2 separate regions of the Anser cygnoides genome follow, and region 2 is linked to region 1. The links are chromatin contacts, called in public Hi-C maps. All regions are on one chromosome and are shown on one strand. The core of a region is the stretch at or near the end of the contact, and the rest is flanking DNA. Distances in the headings are between cores, read along the strand shown.

What was found. Hi-C and Micro-C count contacts between places; a contact is called where the count stands out from the background.
Region 2: a Hi-C map of liver shows a contact between it and region 1, with 1.7 times the contacts expected there. The contact joins the promoter of DGAT2 here to the enhancer-like site in region 1. A contact is called at or near these places in 2 of 7 Hi-C or Micro-C datasets (both in liver).

The regions. Positions count from the first base shown.
Region 1 is chr1:209,535,588-209,541,212 of Taihu_goose_T2T_genome, reverse strand. No RefSeq gene overlaps it. Among named protein-coding and RNA genes, the nearest start is that of TSKU, 29 kb to the right of the region's middle. Within about 2 kb of position 2,837, at least 2 of the 3 cell types and tissues checked have open chromatin away from gene starts, as enhancers often do. A contact at or near this core is called in liver, where this site is marked.
Region 2 is chr1:210,239,025-210,244,125 of Taihu_goose_T2T_genome, reverse strand. DGAT2 (diacylglycerol O-acyltransferase 2) reads left to right here and starts at 1,283. Exons shown (of 7, transcript XM_066990021.1): 1 at 1,283-1,497. The coding sequence starts at 1,458.

The DNA.
Region 1 (5,625 bases), core at 1,588-4,087:
TTTTTTTTTGAGAAAGAGAAAAGGGCAGAGCTAGCTAAATTCTGGACCCTTTAACACAGATTTCATCTCACCATGCCCAGCAGCAGCCTGGGTTAAAAACCAGTGCAGCTCCGGGTTCTTCACATTGCATTTCCAACAAGCGACCATCTCACGTCCCAGGGACGTGCCTACCCTGGGTCAGCGCAATTTGCAGTCAGTTAGGGATTCATTTTGCAAATCCTCCTCTGACCAGCGCTTGCTCACACAATGAATCCTTTTACCTCATCAGGCCTGATGACGTGAGTCTCAGCAATTTTCGTGGCCTCAGCCCCTGACCTGCCAAAAGCATGGGAAAAAAAACGTTCCCCTCAAGGGCATTGCTATGTAGGAAGCCCTACGGACCTTGAATGCTGCAAGAACACCACAATTTTGCACCGCAAATAATGTCTACCAGCAAAGAGCACTCTGGCACTGCAGTGCTTTGCTGTCATCAGTGCAAAATTAACAACTCCGTAAGGACAAGATATTGTAGATCTGTCCCTTTATTTTCTCTTTTTCCCCTCCGAGTCTCCACTGGGGAGATTTCATTAAACGAACGTTAGACCATGGGTGTTTGCTGCATTTGCAGCATATAATTAGCTGGCAAGGCTGAAATAAAGTATCTGCTGTAACCTCGGCTGCCAGGCTGCGAGGCGCAGCAACCAGATTTTAAGGGAGATGCTACATGGGCTGCAGAAATAATGATTTTTCCCCTGGGAACCCATGGAAGCTGTTCTTTTCTTGCATGAGGACTCCTGGAAATGACGAGCCTTTAATGAGCAGATCCCAGGTAATAAATCAGATGGCGATTTTCCTATTTCACGGCCCTATATGACTGATGCATAGACGAAGAAAAAAACAAAGGGCTGTCCCTGGGGCAATCCCCACTGACCTCTTGGGAGGGCAGGAAACCCAACTGGAAGCTTAAAAGATTTAAGACCTGAGGGTGTGAGTGCTTCTGGCACATATTTTGGCAACCAACTGTTCGTGGCAGCTTCAGACCAGATTATCCCAACCTTCTGGCCAGTGGGGGAAGGTAATACCAGCCATGAACACTTCAAAAGGCATTTGTAGGGTGTACCCACAGGCTTGTGCCCATATCTGCTGGGAGTAGGGATTTGGACTGCTATCTCTCGAGGTCCCTTCCTGCACAAATTTTCCTACAATCCTACAAAAGTTGGGTCCCTTGAGCTGAATTCCTTCCCTTTGTGGCCTCAGAGGGAGCTTGGGTCCTGTGCTTTGTATCTGTATCACCCAGACCTGAGGGCAAACCCTGCTTGTGCTCCCCAGGCTGCTGAGGGGCTAGATGTAGGCACCTGCAGGACCAGGACTTCTGTGGACACCGTCTGGTGTTTCATTTAGGTCCCATTTTAGGTCCATCTTGGCCTAAGGATATTCAAAACCAGACACGATTACTTTCCAAAACTTTCCTTCTTCTACATGAAATAGAACCCCAAAAGACAATCTGTAGGTTCACAGCCTCATTGCTGGTAGCAAAAAAAAAGCTCTTGGTATATTAGCATTGTTAATTGCTGATGTGCTACTTGTCTTTAAATTGAGACTTGGTCTGAATTTTCCCTTTGCTTTCCGAAGGAGTGGAGTGCGGTTTGATCTCAGGTGATGCACTGGTGGTGAACTCTCCTGAAATAGCCGCCGGTGGTTAAACAAACAGGACTTCCCAGCATGAACTTTTCAAGGGAGAAAGCCCTTGTCCCACCGCTAAATCAACAGAGCTGCCGAGCAAAAACACCGGGCACACACAGACCTGCAGCGCTGCAGCCTTGAGCAAAACTCTGTATTTATGACTGTTATCTGGTCACCTTTCAAATATGAGCATTTGATAGTGAGGTGTGTGTCAGTGGCCCAGGAATTTATTAGCCTGTAGTCAGTAGAAAGCAGTCGGTGCTTCTCAGGGAAGGGAAGTAGCTGCTGTGCATGCCAAGCACCTAATAAAAGTGAATTTTGCTGTAACATGGGAGATTGCTCCTTCTATTATCAAACAAATTCTGTTTCTTTACTTAACTCTTCCCAGGTGAGGAGGGAAGCGTTGCTTAACATGAGCAACATGAGATAACCTTTAATGGGCTTGTATGTCACCAGAGACAGACAAACTCTTGGTCAGGACAGTGGTTTCCAAATAAAACCTTGATTTTGTTAGTTTAACGAACAAATGAATGGACACCACTGGTGGGAGTGTGTGTCCCGAGCCAGGTCACCCAACCCAGATGCTGACAGGGAGATGCTCGGGCACATGTCCCTTCTCCCAGCTACTCTCAGCACCTCATGGTTCAAGCTTCAGAGCCTCTCTCTTTGCTCCTTTCACCCAGAGAAGGAGCCTTTGGGGAATTTTCATCTAAACTCCACTTGGCATCCTGATATCCGAGGTATAAGAAGAGCAGGGGTGAAGATTTACAGAGGCTAACCCAGGTTGTCTGACTGCAGTTCAAGGCAGACAAAGGGCACGAAGCACCAGGTCAGTGGAGATGCAACAGTAAATAAAAGCAGTGTCATTAATTACCCACCCAGCTATATAATAGTTGAAGAAAGTAATCAAGATGTTGGGTGCACCAGCCCTTCTCTAGGGCTAATGAGAGAGCGGCAGACTTTGAGAGCAAGCTTCTTGCATTTAATTAGACTTGTACCAGTCAGACGACCTCGTAACTGTAGGGTAGAGGTGATGCTAATGAAGGGGAAAAGGTGCTTATTTCCAAGAGATAGGGAAAGAAAAGAAAAAAAAAAGTTTCTAATGTGTGCAGAGGAAGGCTGAGCTCATGCACGTGTCCCAGTTTAGAAATGCCTGTTGGACTGGTAGAGCAGCTGGTGTTGCACAAAGCAGCATGATCGCTCCAGACGTATTTTCACTGGAAATCTCAAGAGGAAATCTTGCTCACTCATTGCTTTCTTTTCTTGTTCACCCAAGAGCTGAGGGTGGTTAAGCCAGTGCATTCTATCACATAGCTTTATAGACTACCAGAAAAGCTCTGTACATCTCCAGCCTGCATTTTCTTCTCTCTGACAACTGCCCCAGTGTATACACGACCTTTATTCTTCTATTACATCAGTGTTTTGCAAGCGTTTACAAACTCACCGACAGTAAACTTTTATCTTGTCTGCGTGATCACAGCAGTGATTTTGTGTTCTGCTTTTATCAGCTGAATTCAGCCTAGAAACTTAGCAGCCCAGGGTTAATCTTGCATCTCATGAACTTCCATAAACCACAGGTCAGGAAAGTTCACAACCAGTTGTAGCCGTGTGGGTAAAGGGAAAGTTCAATACAGGGAAAAAAAAAAAAAAAAAAAAGAAGAAAGGTTGCATGATGCAGCATTTAAAGAGAGCAGTTACTACACAACAAGGTTCCCGAAAAGGGCTCCTTTGGGAGTGTTTGACTGCATAGGGGACACATTGGAAAGAGTAGGTGGCATTTTCTTCTCGTTTTCCTGGATGTCTGACGAGTCTGGAGGATTTGCCACAGGAGCAACACGAGAACTTCTGCTCTGTGAAGGATATCAGGGTTCAAAGTTGGATTGGGTACTCTAAGGGGCATGAGAAATGACAAAGATGCAAAGACCTTAGCAGGGCAGAGGGAGAGATCAGAGGTGTGCAGAAGCAAGATGGGATACCAAAAATTTCACAAGTGGCATGACTGGGCATAATTTCTTCACCAAGAGCTGCCTCCCTGCTGCAGATTCTGTCCTCTGGGCAGGCCGTTCTAGAGTTCCAGATGGAGGAATCCCTCTGAATGGATTTCCAGATGGAGGAAACCACCCAGGACACTGGAAGAGGCTGAGCATTAATCTCTTGTCCTACAGCAGCTCCTTTGTTAACCTGTGTAGGGCTAAGCTTTGCAGACACACAGCTCCTCAGCCTGAGCACCAAAAGGTGAGGGAGGACCTTTGTGACTGGCAGATGGCTGTTGACCCATGCAGACCTCAAGTGGTCTTCAAAACCTGAAGGCAAAACCTGAAGGTCCCAGTAAGCTGCTGGTGCTCCGAAGGCATTCAAGATGCACCGTAACCCCGTTAGTGGTATTTAAGAAATCCTAGGGAGGATCTACGCAGTCTGCAGTGATCTTCATAGAATCATTAAGGTTGGAGAAGCCCTTCAAGATCGTCTGGTCCAACCATCCCCCTACCACCACTGTCACCCACCAAACCATGTCCCCAAGCACCACGTCCAACCTTGCCTTGAACACCCCCAGGGACGGGGACTCCACCACCTCCCTGGGCAACCCGTCCCAATGCCTGACCGCTCTTGCTGAGAAGAAATGTCTCCTCATTTCCAACCTGAACCTCCCCTGGCGCAGCATGACGGCAGAGGACCACATGTCCTCTTGGGGAGATGGGGCTGAACTCCCACCCCTGCCACCAGCAACACTTCCTGCAGGGACATCTTATTTACCATTGGGGTCCAGACCTTTCCCATGCTACGAATAACATGGCTTCAGCCTTGCAGATCCAATGGTGTCTAACTAAAGGAAATGATTCCCCAGAGATCTGTCTATTCCCCGTGCATCCAGAAAGACATGAGTAATTACCCTTGGGTAATTTTTCCTGGGGGCATTTGGGGAAGTAAAGCACCCATAGCTCTGCTCCTTTGGGCAAATTCCCACATAATTCAAAAGGAGGAAAAGAAATTAAAAAGAGAGAATTTTATTTGTTTAATGAAACTGCAGAAGTTCCTTTCTTTCTGGGAATGATATTAAACGTCCCTTCCTCATGGAAATGGGGCTGGTGAGTAGGTACTTTGTCAAGTTAAAGGAAAAAAAACCAGATCGGAAGTCTAATCACATTGAAACCATATGTGCAGCATATGTCAGCAGTTACAGAGAGCTTTAGAAAAAACAACTACAAAACCTCGGCCTCTGACTTCAAAAGGGTTTTAAAAGGACCAAAATTTTGATCACTAAATTTCTGCCCAGTAGGGAAAAGTCATGGGGATTTTTTTAATTTTTTTTTTTTTGGTCTGCTGTTGTGAATACTTTTGCTAGAGAAAAGTAACCAAAAGTCCCTACTTTCTAAAAAAAAAGGGGGCCTCTCAGAGCTGGCTTCCTCCCTGGGACCCTGCAGCTCCCAGCACACTTTCCCAGCTCAGACTTTCCACAAGCCACAGATCTGTTTTAAAGTCCAGTCTTGCCCTTAAAAAATGGCTTTGTTCAAGAAGGGCACCATGGGTCTCTGTGTTTCCTGCCTCCCCTGGTATCAACATAGCGTGCACCTTGTCTGGGTTTGCAAGGGCAAATGGCCTTTCCACCAGCAGTCAAGATCACAAACTCATTGAAGGTTGGAGGAGTTAACCTGGGCGCTTCCCCTTTTCTTTTATAACCACCCTTTACAATGCTCTGGCACGTAGGTTGGTCATAACATACCCGTCATGGCCTTAGTCCTCATCTTTATTGATATGCAGAGTCTTTATTGCAGGAAGGTGTGAGGTCTTGGGGAAAAAAAAAATAAAAAAATTTGCTCAGTTCTGCACAACCATCGGTGAAAAGGGCCCAAATGGAGGTCTGGGGGCAATCTGCAAAACAAGGTGGGGGCAATCTGCAAAACAAGGTGGGGGCAATCAGCTGAGCTCCTCTCTCAGCAGCCAGTACACACCAGCTGTGTCTGG
Region 2 (5,101 bases), core at 34-2,533, 700 kb before region 1:
GGTCTTTTCTTTGCTTGTGGGTAACCCTAAGCCAACAGAGACGTGCAGGAGATCATTCCCCTTTCACTCGGCAGTATTTTTGTCGGTGATTTCTTTCTATTCCGGGCTCCCCTTTGGAACTCTTATCCAAGAGCTCTTGGGCAAGACCCTTTCTACAGACAGGCTCTCGTAATTTTCCATTTTTGTACCGATTTCGACAGGCCATTACAACCCCTGGAAGGCGTTCCTTCGCCAAATGGGGAGCAAACAAGTCCCGGGCCAGCTCAACTCCAAAAGAGGCGATTGGGAAAAGCAAACAAACAAACAAAAAAAAATTTTTCACCTCTGAATCTGCAATTTAAGCTTTCCACAGCTGAGAGTTGGCTGGAAATGTGAATTTTTACGAAACACTTGGTGGACTTGTCTCCTCGGGCCAAAAAGTGGCAGTTTCGCAGCGGCAACACCAGGAGCCACCGGTCAAAGTGCTGCCTCAGCAGGGCACAAACCCGACAAAGGCAGGCAAAAGTTGAAGCATTTTTGGGGGTGTTTAGGTGATCGTTGCTATCTGTCTGCCATGTATAGGGAGCCCACAAATGCTCATTGCTTTCAATGGGGTTTTCCTTGCAGTATCTCAAAGCGCTTCTCAGACGCAGGTTGGTTTTATTTCCTCCACATTACAAAAGATGAAATGGGGTTGAGGAAGGGCATAAGCCTGTTCCAGAAGTGTAGAAAAAAAAACCTTTAACAACAGGGCCAGACATGACCCCATTATAGGGAATCTGGTTTTATTTTGTGGGATTTGGGACAGACTGACCTGGCCCCATCTGTAAAAATACATAGAAATGGCTCAGCAGGCGAGTTAAGTTAGTACCTTAACTCCTAAATAACACCTGGATGGCTATGGATGCATAACTCAGCAGTAGATCCTTAAAATTCCCCATTAGGAGAACAAAACGAGGTTTTCGGGGTGGCTTGGGCATACCTGCGGGCTGTCACCCGACTAACGAAACCCAGAGGGCTGCCGATAAGCACTTTTCTAGGTTTTTCTCTTAATTTCGTGATCCTTCCAGGAACCCAGATCTCCCCAACCCCGCTGGGGACCCTAAAATCAGCACAGAGCAGGGCGGGGAGAGCACGGGAGCAAGAAACGGACCCCGAAACCCCGACGTGCACCCCGCTAACGAGGGTCTTGGGGGATTACCCCCCCCCCGATATGGGGTTGGTGGCTGGGAGAATGAAGCAGAGAGGGGAAAAACCTTGGGGTCAGGGTGCTCCCCCCCCTATAGCCCAGCGGTGCCAGGGCTGCTCCGCCCCTCCCCGCCTTCTTCCTCCTCCTCCTCCTCCTGTCGGGGCTATATAGGGATGCGCTCCCGGCGCCTTCCCCACGCCCCGGCGGCACCGGGCTCCCCAAAAAATCCCCTCTAGCCCCCTCTGCCTCCATCCCATGGGCTCGGCCAGCACCTGAGCCCGGCTCCGCGATGAAGACCATCATCGCCGCCTACTCGGGGGTGCTGCGAGGTACCCGGGGGGGGGGGGGGCGAAAAGGGGGTCGGGGCCGAGGGGATGTTGCGGGGCTCGGCGATGATTTTAGGGACCCCGTCCGTCTTCTGCCTGCCTCCAGGGTTGCTTTTTTTAAGAAGGGGGACGGGAAAAAGCGCTGTGCAATGCCTGGGGGGGGGCTCCCTGCGGCAGCTCCCGCCGCAGTTTTGCTTTTAAGGGACCTTAGGAAGCCGGGCTGCTTTCCTGAAACTGCTGCGAAAACCGGGGCTGCTTTACCTAAGGGAGGCTGCACCCTGCAAACATGTGGTACTTGCTTCAAAACAGGCCTTTCCTCTTTTATTTTCCTTTTTGTTTTTTTTTTTTCTGCTGGCGGTGGTGGGAAGGGAAGTGTGCCTTTATCAGCGCTGCCGGCAGAGCGGAGTGTGCAGCAATGAATTCAGCCCGGTTTTGTAACGCTGGCGCTCACATCAGCAGGTTTAAATCAAAATAATAACAATAATAATTTTAAAAAAGTCGCTATTTGTTAGTGCTTTGCAGCGAGGGGTTCAACGCTCCGTGGGGAAGCGAGGGTTTGGGTTGCAAAGCGCAGCAGAGAAGGATTTTTTTTTTATTTTTATTTTTTTGCTTTTGCACCCTCGGTGACTTCCTCGGCGAGCGAAGCGAGCTGGGTGGCGGCGGCGATACCCTGCAGACACCCAACGCTTCCTGTTGCAGGCTGCAGAGGAAAGTATGGGGCAGCCCAGAGGTTTTGCAGGAGGAAACTCGACAGTCTTTAGGGTTTGCTCGTCAAGGGCTCGTAGCCCTCCTCTGATCTTCTGGAGGAGCACCAGGGCTTGCAAGCAGCCAGGTTTTTTTTTGCAGGAGGGGTTTTTGCGGAAGCTCACCGAGCAACCCCTGTGCTGCAAAAGGCTGCAAGAGCAAACCGGTAGTTCCTCCTGGGCTGCAGAGACCTGTGCGAGGCTTGTTGGTTGAGCAAAAATCCTTCGCAGGGGCTGGGAGGAACTGAACCTTGGGGATTTAAGCCCTCTGCTCTTGTTTTTGCCCCGTGTCCTGCCCAGCCCTGCATGTAGGTGCCCAGCCCCGCATGTGGGTGCGGGGCTATGCCAAAAACATGGCACCCAGAGATGTTGGGGGTGCCGTCAGGCCTGACTGTAGGATCAGCCATGAACTGATTGGGAAAAGATCTGAGTGCCTTTCCCGTACCCACCTCTGGTCCCTAAAGCAACTTAGCTTGTTTGTGCAAGGAGCAGGATGAGGAAGGTCACCCAAATTAACAGCAAGCCAACAGTTAAACTGAGACCTAACTGCACGCCAAGCGCAGAGGATAAATCATTCAGGAGACCTATAAAATATGTAGGGCTGACCCGAGCCCTCAGCGGCCGCCCCGTTATGTGTTAAGGATGGATCTGGGACATGTGCATAATGCAAAACGGAGCGTGGTTTAGGGACAGTGATTGGCCTCATCTCTAGCTAATCCCGCTTAGTGGTGGAAAGCTGCCTTAGCTCTCCTCGGGTCAGTTCCTTCGAGGTGCCTTGTGGGGGTCTGGCAGTGATATTTGTGCTTCTTTCCTTGTTTCTGTGTGTGCTGTGGGATCCTGCAGCTCTCAGACGGGCAGAGGCAGTGCAGTGCCGTGGTTTGTGCACAGGACCTCTGGCGCTGCTCGGTCATGGGTTTTTACCTCTTCCACCACCTCCAGGAGTTAGAAGAAGCCTGTCAGGCTTCTCGCCACCTCCTTGGCCGTCCTTCCCAAGTCTGCTGCCTGTGCAAAGGCCTGCTGGCCTCTGTGGTATGAGCCGGAGCGAGCCACGCTGCCCTCTGCTCTCCGACATCTGGCTTTGTCCCAATGCCCAAGCACCAGGCATCATCACCAATCTGTCCCTACCCTAATGGATTGGCAAAGTGTGACCATTGGTGACCATTCCTTTAAAAACAAACAACCAAAAAAAAAAAAAAAAAAAAAAACCTGGGTGCTGGCATCTGCCTGTCCATCCATCCCTGCAGGGGACCTCTCTCAGGCACCAGCCCCGTGTTGGGGATAGCAAGGTCCTTGGACCAGTGCCTGGGGGTTGATGGCACTTTTGAGACCCTCGGGCTGGGTAGGAGGGGGCTGTCGCCTTCTCTTGCCCTGACCCACTTCGGGCAGAGGCTGCCGAGGCCCTGCCCTACTTCTCTGGCAGGGCAGCAAGGAGGTGCTGGCTCTCAGGAGGGATGCTAGCGTGGTCAGAGCACTCGAGGTTGTCCTTAAGCGTCTGTCCTTATCTCATGTCACCTCCTCTCCTTCCTGGGCACACCGATGCGATGTAGTAGCGTGTTCCCTTCCTCTGTCCTGGACAAGCCCTGCTGGATTAACCCCCACCTCAAACTCCTGCCTGCTCTGGGTCTCCTCTCCTGGTTTCCTCCCTTCACCCCCAGCTGTGACTGCTCGGACCCAAAGCCAAGCTCAGGGCCACCAGAAGATACGGATTCACTGCTGGATAAGTGTCACAGCAAACTATTTTATTCCCCCTGCAGGATCCCAGCTCCCTTCTGGTGGGGCTGACATAAACGGTGCTGTCAGACGTCCCCGCTAGCTCTGTCGCTGACCTCCAGAGACATTTACTGCAGCTAATACAGGATTATTTAGGTGCACATATAAGTGCCGTGCAGCTGCGTACAGGACAGGATAACTGCACCCCACGCTGGCTTTCCATAGCAAAGGTTTGTGGTGGTAGATGGGGAACCAACAAGGCTGGAAGAGCAAAGATCTTGTGTCCTGCAGCTGAGTCAGCCCAGCCCTGGAGCACCTTCTGTTGCTCGAGGGGTTTTTACAGACATCACATTCGATGTGGCAGCCTGCCGTGCAGGCTCCTGCTCTTGGATGGGAGGCTGGCTCCTCTCAAGTGTCCTAGTGTTGGTTTGTTTAGCTTAGTTTTGTCAGCTTCGTTGCTGAGGTTGTAGCTCCAAAAGTCCACTTGCACCTTATGCTCAGCCACGGTTTTCATCCAAACAAGCCGGGTGATGCAGCGTAACTCCTGGCTGAGAGTTAACGTGCTCGTGGTCTTGTAAACGTCGTGGTTAAAAAATACCCCGAGAGCTTGTTAAAAGCCAGGCTGTATCTGTAACGCTTCTGCTTCCTCTCGTCTAACCCAGCCTGCTGCCCGAGTGCCGTGGGCTGGGTTTTCTGGTGCCCATGTGTCGAGCCGTGTTTATTTCCTCTCCTGGAGCCTTTGGGTCTGCCTCGGTGCCTGGATAAATGGCAGCGCTTGATCTGCAATTAGCTGTGGTGGAAGCACTCCAGATGCTGTCCCTGGCTGGGTCCTTGCTGCTGGTGTGTCCCTCCTCCTCAGCCAAACCCTTCACTGTCTCCCTGAGCCCCTTGGTAGCATCTCCTGAGCGCTCCTGGAATTAAATAAACGCACTCAGCCCATCACCAGCTGGGAGATGGCTGCCTAACAGCCCTGAGCTTCTTCGGAAGGCTGCTGCCACTCAGCAGCAGCGAGGTCTCCTCCGGAGAAGTCACTTTTTTTTGGCCATCTCGCCACGTAGCATCCTCCCGAGCTGCCACCAATGGAGCTCAGCATCACCCCCGAGGCCAGGGATGGTGGCGTTGGGATCTCTGCTGCGTAGGAACGGGTTGCCAGG